Linked DNA regions of Mus musculus: regions 1, 2 and 4 are each linked to region 3. A link is a contact called in public HiChIP or PLAC-seq and Micro-C data. All regions are on one chromosome and are shown on one strand. Each heading gives the region's core, a stretch centred on a gene start, on an enhancer-like site or on the middle of the called end of the contact. The rest is flanking DNA. Distances are from core to core; before and after follow the strand shown. Region 1 overlaps Gm10384 (a long non-coding RNA gene). Region 2 has its middle 8.8 kb from the start of Gm34529. Region 3 holds the start of A830021M18Rik (a long non-coding RNA gene). Region 4 has its middle 12 kb from the start of Gm41299.

Evidence for each region. A called contact is a pair of places that touch in the nucleus more often than the background predicts. HiChIP or PLAC-seq counts read pairs in DNA pulled down with a chosen protein or histone mark.
Region 1: a Micro-C map of the G1E-ER4 cell line shows a contact between it and region 3. The contact joins the enhancer-like site here to the promoter of A830021M18Rik in region 3. A contact is called at or near these places in 2 of 39 promoter capture datasets (the C10 cell line and the HPC-7 cell line), 22 of 484 Hi-C or Micro-C datasets (the AML12 cell line, the C10 cell line, the C2C12 cell line and 17 more) and 3 of 115 datasets of contacts at active chromatin or transcription factors (the 230-238 cell line, the HPC-7 cell line and pancreatic cancer cells).
Region 2: a FOXA1 HiChIP or PLAC-seq map of pancreatic cancer cells shows a contact between it and region 3. The contact joins the enhancer-like site here to the promoter of A830021M18Rik in region 3. A contact is called at or near these places in 5 of 484 Hi-C or Micro-C datasets (the C2C12 cell line, the G1E-ER4 cell line, the N1E-115 cell line and 1 more), 6 of 115 datasets of contacts at active chromatin or transcription factors (embryonic stem cells, kidney, large pre-B cells and 2 more) and 1 of 9 other capture datasets (embryonic stem cells).
Region 4: a contact with region 3 is called in an HNF4G HiChIP or PLAC-seq map of pancreatic cancer cells. The contact joins the enhancer-like site here to the promoter of A830021M18Rik in region 3. A contact is called at or near these places in 6 of 484 Hi-C or Micro-C datasets (LSK cells, the N1E-115 cell line, brown adipocytes and 3 more) and 2 of 115 datasets of contacts at active chromatin or transcription factors (the 230-238 cell line and pancreatic cancer cells).

The regions. Positions count from the first base shown.
Region 1 is chr15:36,872,144-36,875,041 of GRCm38.p6, reverse strand. It overlaps Gm10384 (a long non-coding RNA gene), which reads left to right. Exons shown (of 2, transcript XR_875155.3): 2 at 2,625-2,898. Among named protein-coding and RNA genes, the nearest start is that of Gm41299, 5.9 kb to the right of the region's middle. Within about 2 kb of position 1,446, at least 113 of the 459 cell types and tissues checked have an H3K27ac peak or open chromatin away from gene starts, as enhancers often do. A contact at or near this core is called in the C2C12 cell line, the G1E-ER4 cell line, the HL-1 cell line and 6 more, where this site is marked.
Region 2 is chr15:36,900,447-36,903,350 of GRCm38.p6, reverse strand. No RefSeq gene overlaps it. Among named protein-coding and RNA genes, the nearest start is that of Gm34529, 8.8 kb to the left of the region's middle. Within about 2 kb of position 1,405, at least 145 of the 459 cell types and tissues checked have an H3K27ac peak or open chromatin away from gene starts, as enhancers often do. A contact at or near this core is called in the G1E-ER4 cell line, the N1E-115 cell line, group 2 innate lymphoid cells and 1 more, where this site is marked.
Region 3 is chr15:36,724,827-36,727,712 of GRCm38.p6, reverse strand. It overlaps A830021M18Rik (a long non-coding RNA gene), which reads right to left and starts at 1,468. Exons shown (of 3, transcript XR_875150.3): 1 at 745-1,468. All of the region lies in intron 1 of Gm41297 (a long non-coding RNA gene), which reads left to right.
Region 4 is chr15:36,854,168-36,857,097 of GRCm38.p6, reverse strand. No RefSeq gene overlaps it. Among named protein-coding and RNA genes, the nearest start is that of Gm41299, 12 kb to the left of the region's middle. Within about 2 kb of position 1,372, at least 126 of the 459 cell types and tissues checked have an H3K27ac peak or open chromatin away from gene starts, as enhancers often do. A contact at or near this core is called in brown adipocytes and pancreatic cancer cells, where this site is marked.

The sequences.
Region 1 (2,898 bases), core at 197-2,696, 150 kb before region 3:
CCCACCAGACTCAAGGAACCAGGGAAGTAGAAGCCACATAAGTCACAAGCTCCGATAAGTTCCGATCCTTCCTTTAAAACAGAATGTTGAGATTCAAAAGCGCTGGGCAGGGCAGTCAGGCTGCAGCAACTCTAATCCTGAGCCTTGGACCTGGGTACCAGAATGCTGGCTCGACAGAGCGGGATACAGCCACGGGCACAAAGGCTTTGGAGTTGAGGCTAAACTACCCAACTGCTACCTAAATATTGATTTAGAGGCCCAGCCAATCACTTCCCACAACACTGAAAAAAAAATCCTACTTCAGCTTCAGGAAGTGCTCCATCCACATTTTGCAATCTAAATCTCTTAAGTGAAATCACTTTAATGTCTGCACTTGTGTTGTTTCATGCCTTAAGGGTCAGCATCATTTTTATTGTGAACAACATGAGGAAAGGAATTTGGGGAGATTGCAAAAGGCTCTGAACAGAGCTCACAATCCAGCACACCACAGTTTTCCAGTGTCCACGGCTAGGCTGGGAGTACCTCGGGCAAAAACATCCACGAAAGAGGCAAGTGAGGGCCGAAACAGCCCACGCAGAAGCTCGCCATCAGGACTTTTTGTCACTCCCAGTGTCTGCTCTCTGGTGGATTATGGAAGGGATAGCTGTGGAGTTCTTTGGCCCTTGGCAAAACAGGACATTAGTAGCACACTGTGCAGATTCCTGCTGGAAGCAGCCCTGTCCCGTGTTCATCTCCACAGCTGCTCAAATCAATCCCTTGCCAGGCAACCGACCACTCTAAGAGTATCAGGACCCTTCCTCACTATGTCTGGCAGAAATAAGGACCTCTGCTTACTAATTCACTTCAAATCTAAGCAGATTCTAGGCTCCAAAAAGGCAAAAACCAAGGCTGAGTAGGGGTAAGACAACAGTGGGCACCAGAGAGCCTGCCGTGCAGGCTGGCTGGAAAGAGACTACTGAGAAAGCCAGCCCCCTAGGAAGGGCAGCTGAGTCCCAGCAGCATCTTTTAGCTGCTCCCCTCTGACCGGCCCACCTGTCACTGGGGTGTTTCATCTCTGTCCGAATTGGTTCAAAGAAGCATAAAGCAGAGAGACATGAGGCTAGACCCCCCCCCCCCAGCCGCAAGCTCATCTGGACCCAGCAGCAGCTCGCACTAGATGGCTTTATTTGCTCACAGGATTTCAGGGGACCCTAGGCTGAGTTAAGCTGAGGGAACTGACATGCAAATGGGTATTGTGCCAGAGCAAACTGATTCTGTAACCACCTCAGGGCCTGTTTATACGAGACCTAGAATCTTCTCTTTTGGCAACTCTCCAGCCTGCCCCGGCATGACTTAACACGGAAATTTGGTTTGATTTTTTTTTTAAAGCACTCTTTGGGATTCTATAGCTCTGCAGCAGGGCAGGCTCTGCACTGAATTATTGAACAGTGCGGATGTTTGCCTTCCCTGTGACAGCGTTTCCTCTCCGCAGCTCCTTGTCAGGCCACTCATTTCAAATATGCAGCAGGGCTGAGCCAGATTCCAGTCATGTTTGAACAGTTGCCAAGACTCCAGGGGCACCAGGCCTGTGGGGCTCCAGGGTCACGGAGACCTCAGCTTTTGGCACATGCATAGCTTGGTGACTTCTAGCTATTGTTCTGAAGGGATGAAATCTTAGCGGCATCGAAACCCCATACCATTAACCCTCCCCCAGCTTCTTCATCTGCTTTGCTATTTTTTGCTAATGGTACCAGCATCTCTCCAGTTGCCCAAATGCCTGCCTTGGCTACACCCTTAACCCTCAACAGGTGCTTGGTGTCAAGTTTGGTGCTGGTGCTTGTGAAACAGTTCCCAGTACTAGTCAGCGCACCCTATTCCCACTACTGGAGGCATTCAACAGCTAGATTTATTGCTGGTTGACTGGTTGGATGATTGGTTGTTTGAGCTGCTGTGCTGGGGCTCAAATCTGGAGTCTCTAGGCAAACATTGTCCCTAAGCTACATCTGCAGCCCTTCTTCCGGGTTCTTAAGACACTTTTCCAGTTAGCATCCCTTTACCCAATTCTTTGGCTGTAATCTCATCCTATTAATGTCCAACACCCATTTTTTAAATAAATATGAAGATATAGTCTGCTTTGCTTGTTGCTCAGTGAGAGTTCAATTTGGATGAATTCTGCTACCTACAACCTTGAAAACTTACTTGACCAGTAATGTAGGAATAATAGCATGAGAAGTAAAGATGATAAAGTGAGTGAGGGAGGTGGTTTGACATCAGATATCCAGGCAGTGCTGCAGAATGTTCAGTTTCTCCATATCTGATGCTTTGTAAACGCTGACTTCTGCTTTCAACTTTCTGGGGTTATTGTTCGTTGTTTTTGAGATAAGGTCTCAGGCTGGCCTGTATAGCCCTAGATGTTCTGGAATTTGCTATATAGGCCAGGCTGGCCTTGAACTCACAAGATCTGCCTGCCTCTGCCTCCCCAGTGCTGGCTTACAGGTGTGCACCACCACACCTGGGTCTCATCTTCATGGTTCAACCTACCTGGAATATCTTGTGAGATAAACATATGTTCTCCAAATGTGGCTGGCTGATGTGTTTGTGATTTATGTAAACCATTTTCTTTTTTTCTTTTGCTCTTCCTGCAGGGCTAGGGATTGAACTCAGGGCCCTATACGCATGAGAAGTGCTCTACCATCAAGCTGTACTCCAGTTCCATGGTATCTACAATCAAAGACTGTCACAAAAGTTCTCACTCTAAGGACATCTTGGTGCTCTGACCTTGGCACTTACATGGCAGACAATTGTTGCTGCGGTTGCTTTGAGCCATTTATTATCCTTGGTGACTCTCTTGGCATATAGTGAATACCCCAAGAGCAGAAAGAGAAGGGTATGTGTCCATTTACTCAGCAAGCACGTGGA
Region 2 (2,904 bases), core at 156-2,655, 180 kb before region 3:
GGGCGGGGGAGAAGAGCTTGGCCCTTGCAAGTCTACTTCAAAATAACCTCTCTGTTTCAGGCTCCATCTGCTCCCTTCCTCAGCATCTCGTGTCTCAGTTCCTGAGACTTTCCAAGATTCTCTGGGTCTGGGCAGCTCACTTCTCTCTCCAGACCCTCAGCTTAGAGCTCACCTCTGGTAACTCTACCTCAGCTGTCTTCCCACACCAGGGCTCAAGGCTACATCTCCTTGTAGGTGAGGCTGGGAATCTGCCTATCCATCTTAAAACCCAGTCCCAGTAGCCTTCAAGTCAGGGAAAGCAGTCTTTCATGCTATGATGCCTTTTAAAGGGCCCAGACCTCTATAATAATAAAGGACATGAGGCATTTCTTAGCACCTACTGTGTGCCAGCCATTTTGCATAAATTATCTTTAATTTGAAAACTAGGTGTTCTTGTCCTCATTTTACAAACAAGAAAACTGAAACTCAGCAGAGTTCTATACTTAATTTGTGTTAGTTCATGCCCTTGACAATGGGAAGGCACTGATTAGAATCTGTTCCTATTCAGCTGCAACTTGACGGTGACAGTCGTAACTTCATTAAGCCTACCGTGATCACTCAGTGAGTGACCTTTGACATCAGTCACACCCACACACTACCATGCATCGATATTCTACAACGGAGAGGTCTCAGTTGGTAAAGTGATTATCTTGCAAGCCTGAGGACCTGAACTCACATTTAACCACATGCAAAAAATAAAAATTAAAATTAAAAAAAGCTGAGCATTGTGACACCAACTTGTAATCTCTGTGCTGGGAAGGCAGAGACAGACAGATCTCTGGGACTTGGTGACTAGCCAGTCTAGATCACTTGGTGAGTTCCAGGCCAGGGGATACCCTGTCTCAAAACAACAACAACAACAACAACAACAACAACAACAACAACAACAACAACAGGTAGAGAGCATGTGAGAAATGGCATTCAAGGTTCTCCTCTTCCTTCCACTCATGAAGCTACACATGTGTATGTGCACTTATACACACATGTGTACCTGCGCGCGCGCGCACACACACACACACACACAGAGAGAGAGAGAGAGAGAGAGAGAGAGAGAGAGACAGACAGACAGACAGACAGACACACAGAGAGAGAGACAGAGAGCTAGTGGCATCCTCCCAGGCTATGACTAAGCCTCCCTGGGCTAGGATATCCTGTTTAGTTAAGCCCATCTTTTCTATGGAAGGTGAGCCCTCAAAGAACCGGCTGGGCCCAGAACATACAGGGTGCAGCCCCAAGCTGACTTTGAGAGATCCCAGCTTAACAGGAAGCCTAATGACCGGCCTCCCTCCCCCAGCTCTGACTCCTGTTGAGTGTGGAGCAGAAGCAGAAGCAAGCGTAGCCATGGTGATGGCGGCAGTCTGCTGAGAGCCAGGGAGATGCGGGGTGGGGGTGAGAGGAAAAGGAGAGAGCAAGCCAGAGCAGGCACCGTGCAGAGGCTGGGCAAGCGGGTCTCTGGGAAGTTAGACATGAGGAGGGGAGGCTGGTTGGAGGGCTGGCTCTCCATCCCGCAGTATGCTGGTGCCCTGCCATGCCACCTCACCTGGGGTGGCCAGGGCAGCCTCTTGCTGGAATCATCTGCCTTGTCAGGCTCCAGAAGGGACACAGACCATTTGGAAAGGCAGGCAGCAAGGACATCTTCCTGCTTTCTGTCACTGTTCCCGCCCAACCATTTCCTCAGGTTTGCACCCTTCCTTAAGGGCTGAGCACGAGGATCCCATCCTTAGCACTGTTGACAGAGAGTGGAGAAGCCCCTGCCATGACTGCCCACCATGCAAGATGCCCTAACATATATGCGATGTACCCCAAAAGTCCTTCCTGTGCAGCCCTGCTCACGGCACAGAAACAGGTGATCATGGCCCACGTGCTCTGTGCTGACCTCCCCTCTGATCCTGCCCTAGCCTTTGCCTGCAAATCTCACTCTGAGCATCCATGGTTGAATCTCTCAAGGATCAGGAAAGCCTGCCCCCTGCCCTTCAGGTCAGGCACATCACAACCCAGGACCCAGAAACCTCACTCACTATGGTAGCCTTCTTCAGAACTGCCCTAGGTAGGGTATCTCTCTCTACAGGACTCTAGAGCCAGAAGGGCAGTGGCCAGCATTGCCTCAGATCTCACATTCCCTGTTTCTTGCACGCTGTCTGGAAAGAAGTCCTTGGGAAAGGGGGTAGGGCACGAGAGGGGAACTATCCATTTGCTCTGCTTGGAAAAGTAGCTGGAGTGTCTCCATCTGACCTCAAGGCCAAGAAGATAGCAAAAATCCTGAGGATGCCCAGGGGCAGGAGGGAAGATACAGTCTAAAGAGAGATGTGTGTGCTGCTTGAGCTATCAGACTTCTAAAGAAAGGCTTCAGGGAAACTGGGACTTCCCAGAAATCCCACATCGGCGTGGGGGTGGGGTGGGGTGGGGAGCCTAAAACTTGCTTCCAGACAGAGGAGGAACATGTCTCCTCTGAAGAGATTTCACACCCTTCTAACAATTCGTCAGACCGTCTTGGAGGACAGACTGGAACCAGAGTCCAAGTCAGATCAATAACAGGCAGGACCACACCTTGGCCAGGACTGTATAATTATGTGTCACACTTACCCTCTATTTGAACAGAAACCTCCTGTTAGTTCCCTGAACATGGATTTGAGGAAAGAGGGGAGGGGCCTGGGGAGGGGAGCTTGAGCGAGTGGGGGTGGGAAATGCCATCCCCCTTATTTGTTTCTCTTCTCAGTGGGAACACACTGAATAAACTGTCTCTTAGCTCTGCTCCTCACTATTGCTTGTCTGTTTATTCAGGACAGGGGGTTGAGACTTGCTTGTTATGGCTGCCAGAGTGCACGCTCTAACCCTAATAACTCCAGACTCCATGGCCTCCTGAAA
Region 3 (2,886 bases), core at 219-2,718:
TGGAGAGCAAGTGTGCTCCAGGCACTCAGGGCGGTGGGGCGCGCGCGAGAGATCACGCCGTGCCACAGAGCACTGGGTGGCAGGGTTGAGTAGGCGGGGCTGGGGGGCCGTAGCTGCAGCTGTGTCCTTGCTGCCAGAGCTCTAGTCAACTGGCTGCTGTGGAGTCAGGTCAAACAGGGAGGGAGACAGCAAGGGGGAATGTGGAGAGCTCAGGATTGTCAGGCAGCACCGCCCTGAACAGAGAGTGAGGGGCGGATGGAAAGTACGTGGTGGCGGCAGAATCAGGGGAGCAGGGAACCGGGAGTGGAGAGCAAGCAGCAAGAAAACGTGGGGTAGGGAATGGTCTACAGATCGCTAGCTAGAGAGTTGTAAAAGTTTGCTATTAAAGTTCCAGTAAACGGCCATTTAGAGTTATTCTTTGATGGGTATAGGGGCCAAATTTTAACCAGGAGACGTGCTAGCAAAGATATTCCCTTCTGGGTGAGAATAGGAGCAAGTGACTTCCCCGTTCCCCGGTGTCTCTAGTACAAATGTGATAGCTAGAAACAGAGGCAGCCAAAACAGATCACCAGCCACGCAGTGAACTAGCAGCTGAGCTGCGGGACCAGTGCACGAGCTGTGTGTGGGGCTCAGAGCCTGAGGGAGGATGGTTTGCCTAAGCGTAGGATTTTTTCAGCAGTGTGCAAGAGAAGCCAAGAGAAAAACCGTCAGAGAAAGAGAGACAGAGACAGAGAGAGCACTCACCCAGGGGTAGAGGTCCGAGAACGAAGCATCAGTAAGAAGACCAGGACACCACGGGGTGGCTGCAAGCTCAACAGCCCTCCCTTGGGACCAGAGGGCGTTTATGCTGACCAGTGAGAGTAGGGAGCTTTACCAATTCTCCAGTGCTTGGGTGGAGAGGTCTAGCAAGAGATCCATCCCATGGCTGCAAAGTCCATGTGGCAGCACGGAAATATGAGCTCATGCAACCTGTGAGTTTCTAAATCCCAGGCACAGCACCCGTGTTGGTAGAGGCGCTGTATGGTGGGTGAGGTGGAAGGGCTGCCTCCACAGGCCCCCGCTGAGGCATCCCCTCCCCCTGAGGCATGGTATGGAGTTTATTTAGGGCATGGGGAAGGTGGGAGGCAGAGAAAGGCGGGAGGTGGGGAGAGGAGAGGGAGAAGCAGGCCAGGAACACATGGGGAGAGGAAGGGGGGAGCGGGAGAAGGGGCAGGTAGTAAGAAAGAGGATCAGACAGCGAGGAAGAGACATGCAGACCCTTTTAGAGTGAGCCAGGCATACCTGGCTATTGCCAGGTCATGCCAACAGTAACTTCTGCTCTTTAGCAGCCTGTAGTGACATTAATTCTCTTTACATTTAGACAATTTAAGTGTCTAAAGATTGGTGACCCAACCAGGAGAGCAATAGCAAAGCATTATATGGCAAGCATTTGTACCACACTCCCTTGTGACATAGCCCAGCCCATCAAAGGTCTGTACCACACCCTCTTGTGACATAGCCCAGCCCATCAAGTACCAGCATCCTCCCAGGTGTATGTTAGCTTCCTCCAGCTGTGGGCCGCGTTGGGTGCCAGAAGTGCTTCTCTGTCCTCTGTTTCCTCCCTCAGGGTGTCCAGGCACCAGGCTTGAAGGATGAAGTGGAGTCTGGAACAGGTTGGGACTGGCTCTCAGTCCAGCTGAACTCACATGTGGGCATGGGGTGGAGGGCTTCACCAAGGAAGGCCTTCTCTGGCGATTTTAGTCTTACAGCTCTTTTAGATGACTCCCAATGAAGTGGCTCTTAGATGGTCTTCAGTGAAATAGCTGGTGCTCACTTACTTTATTTGGGTGGACAAGGGCTGTATATGAACTTTGGAGAGTGGAGAGGAGTTTTCAGGGTGAATGTTGATGACTGGCTGGAGCTCAGTGAACTGGGAACGCCTCTTTTGTGTGGAAAAGCTCTCCAGGAATCCCAGGTATTTGCTGGGCAGGTTCTTATGGGGTGTAGGGAGAGGAATTTGTAGGTTTGCCAAGGACCCCATTACCTTCCTCAGGTAGAGGATGGGGGGGTAGTCAGAGAAGTGGAAGCCCTGCTAGAAAAAGGGAATTCTCCATTTTGTGCTGAGCTCAGAGGAGCTACACAAAACATGGGGATGTTCCATTAGCTGAATGTTGCTAGAGGAGTGATCTTACACGCGTTCGCAACCGGCCAGGAAAGACGCAACAAACCAGAATCTTCTGCGGCAAAGCTTTATTGCTTACTCAGGAGCAAGAGAGGAAGAGCGCGGCAGAGAGAGGCAGAGAGGAAGAGAGAGAGAGAGAGACACAGAGAGACGCAGAGAGAGAGGCAGAGAGAGGGGCAGAGAGGGAGAGAGGCAGAGAGCAGAGGAAGAGAGCAGAGGAAAAGACGAAGAGGCGAAGAGATGAAGAGAAGAAGAAACGAAGAGACGAAGAGGCGAAGAGAAAGAGTGCCAGAACCCCGTCCCTTTTAAGGAGAATTATCCTCCGCCTAGGACGTGTCGCTCCCTGATTGGCTGCAGCCCATTGGCCCAGTTGTCATCACAAAAAAGGCAGAGCACATGGCGGGAAAACTGCCCCTGCACATGTGCAGATTATTTACTACTTAGAACACAGCTGTCAGCGCCATCTTATAATGGCAAATGTGAGTGCGGCTCCCCACAGAGTGAAGCCCAAAGACTTGTGTCAAGGTGCTCATGAGTCCAGCATGGGACAGTCTGGGAAAGCCGGAGTTTATGGAGTTTATAGGTCAGTGGTCTCCAGAGGTTGGCAGATGAAGATGCAGAATACAGGTTTCTTCAGCTATTCCTCATATTTTGAGGGTGGCATACACCATTTTGCTCAAAGCCTGTAGAATAGAGACAGAAGTGGGGGCTGATGCAGAGCTAGA
Region 4 (2,930 bases), core at 123-2,622, 130 kb before region 3:
ACAGCCCTGGGTGTGAGTGCACCAGAACATGGACTGGACAAAAAGGGCAACTGAGAGAGCACGGCACTGATTCTCTCTGCTGCCCAACTCCAGAGCTATCCTACCCCAGGTTCCTGTCATTAGAGCTGGAAGCCACTCTTGCCACCATACCTTCCTGGACGTGATGGACAGACCCTCAGGTTAGAAGTCAAAATCACACCACCACCCCTCAACTCAGGTTGGTTCCTCTCAGGTATTTTTTGCCACAGAGTAAAGAGGAATCCTCCTGAGGTGTAGTCAGTACACACTTGTCTAGAGAACCCTTTACAATTTGGCTCATGTATGTGGTGAGCAGACAGCCACTGAACATCCATATAGCAAGATGGGGACACACTTATACCCCAGTGAGCAATTTATGAGCTTGTTAACCAAGTGACCTAGCCTGGGAAGTCACATCCGATGATGTCTGTCACACTGTATCCATTAGAAAGGCACCCAGTTACATCTGAAGAGGAGGAATAAGCTGTGTGTGTGTGTGTGTGTGTGTGTGCACTTGCACGTGTGTGGTGGGGAGAATCTGATGATGGCAACAGTGTTACACATGCACAGGTGATGTCCTCATGTAGAGGTCAGAGGTCAACCCCAAGTGTCATTCCTCAGGGTACACTGGCTGGCTTTGTAGGCTATTGAAGTCTGGACAGAGGACATTGGTAAATCCCAGTTGTTCCATCTGAATGCTGGTAAGTCCTCTTAGTTCTCTGCCAAGACACAGATGGGAAAGAGAATTCTCTTCCCCCCACAAGAACTAGCCTTTCCTAGCCCCACATGGTTTGGAGGATAAAGTGTCCTGTGGCTATCCTATTGACCCCAGGCCTGCTGAGAAGGAGCTGTGCTCACTCCAGATGGCTGTAGGGCATGCAAAGCAGAAATCTAAGCAACTCACCCATTCTTGAGGAGGTCACATGCAGAGATCTCACCTCAGTCACCAGGGTTCCACAGGCAGGAACTCAGACCACACCCCACCAGGAGCTGCCCAGCCCAAGGGATGGTGAGATTTGCAGATCTCTGAATAAGGAAAGGAGGGAGGACAAGAAAACACGCAGGCTTGGGCATGGCCTACAGGAGCTGGCACACTGAAGAACACGTAGTTTTCTAGGACTCCCTTGCTGACGTTGACAGGGGTGTGACTTAAGGATAAGCACTCTAGTATGGTGTGGGTACTTAGGTGAGGAACTGACATTCTAATTCCTCTGCCCAGCCACAAAGCTGCAGAGGCCCAGGGCAGGTTGTGCATGGGCACCATGTCTGCATTTCTGAACTAGAGAAGGTGGTGACTAAGATCCCTGGGACAGGGGTGGAGCAAAGCCTGCTCAGGCACTGGCAGGAGATCAAAGGGAGGGCTATGCAGCTAGCTAGAAGCAGCATCCGCCGCTGTTGCCAACACAGTACAGCACACGTTGGCCAAAGATGGCTTCAATGACAGAATAAATGAAAGGCTCGACCCTGAATATGCTGGGCACCAAGGACTGTCACAAAAGTCAACCATCTCCAGGAGGATTCAGCAGGTGCACTCTGGATGTGAGAGGGAGTACCTACAGCTGTGTTTAGAGCCCTTGGAGCACTCAAAGCCCACATTCATTCTTAGAGGACAGTATCTTAAGATGTGTGGTGCAGAGGCCTGGCTGGGTAGACACACTCAGCCCGAGTCCCTGTTATGTCAAGCACTGGTTGTGTCTCAAAGAAGATTTCTTCATCTTCTGTTTTCTCACCAGTCAAAGGGCAGACTGAAGTGGGAAGAAGGTGGCTGGGATGAAAGAGTTAGCCCAGTTCCCAGCCTCTAGACAACAGTCAGCAAATCGCTGCTATTTTTATTGTTGCTATTTTTACCAACACTGTGGACAGCTGCTGCCAGTCTTTGTTTGGTTTGGTTGCCCAGCATTTCTTCCTTGGAGAAGCTGGCCTCTGCACCACGCACATGGCTCTGACGTTCAACTAATCCGAGGACCCCCAACCACTGCTCATTGGGAGTAGGCAAGTCACCAAGTCCCATCAGACAACCCTCCCAGGAACTGAAGCCTAAACACAGACACACAGGAAGTTTGTTCTGGCTGAATCACAGTGACTGGGAATCCGTGTTGAGCTCCCAGGGCTGTGCCTGCTGTCATCACTCCCAAGGTCTGAGTGTCGACTCAGTTCTCCACTGACTAACTGGGGCCCACATCCATTGAATGAACCCTTTGTTAGCCTAAGTCAGTAGAGCCCCTTCTAAGTTTTGTAGCCAATAATCCTTGCTAGACAAGTAAAAGATCCTTTGCTGATACCTCTACAGGATCCGAGTGAGAGTGAATGGATACGCCTCCTTCTTCCTCTCTTTCTTCATGTCAGGCTATCAGAACATACATACATATATACACACACATACACATACATGTATGTATATATATATATATACACATATATAGCATACACATAAATGTGTGTGTATATATGTGTATGCTATATATGTATATATATATATATATGCAGCTAAATGTTAAAGGGTTAGTAAGTACAAGAGAATGACTTGGTGGCCATCTGGTATAGACTAAATAAGGCTATATATGAGGACATAATATAAATTGATCTAAGATTTAAATGTATAAAATCTTATAGTGACTAGAAGGAAGCATAGGTGAGTCCGTTATAACTTTTAGGTCAGGGGAACCTTTTTAAGTATGACTCATTAAAAAAGAAATGTGGCCCATGCCTTAAGTCCCAGCACTTGGGAGACAGAGGCAGGCAGATCTCTGCGAGTTCAAGATCAGCCTGATCTACAGAGTGAGTTCCAAGATAGCCAGGGCTATGCAGAGAAACCCTGTCTCGAATAAACAAACAACACTACAAAGAAAGGAAGGGAGGGAGGGAGGGAGGGAGGGAGGAAGGGAGGAAGGAAGGAAGGAAGGAAGGAAGGA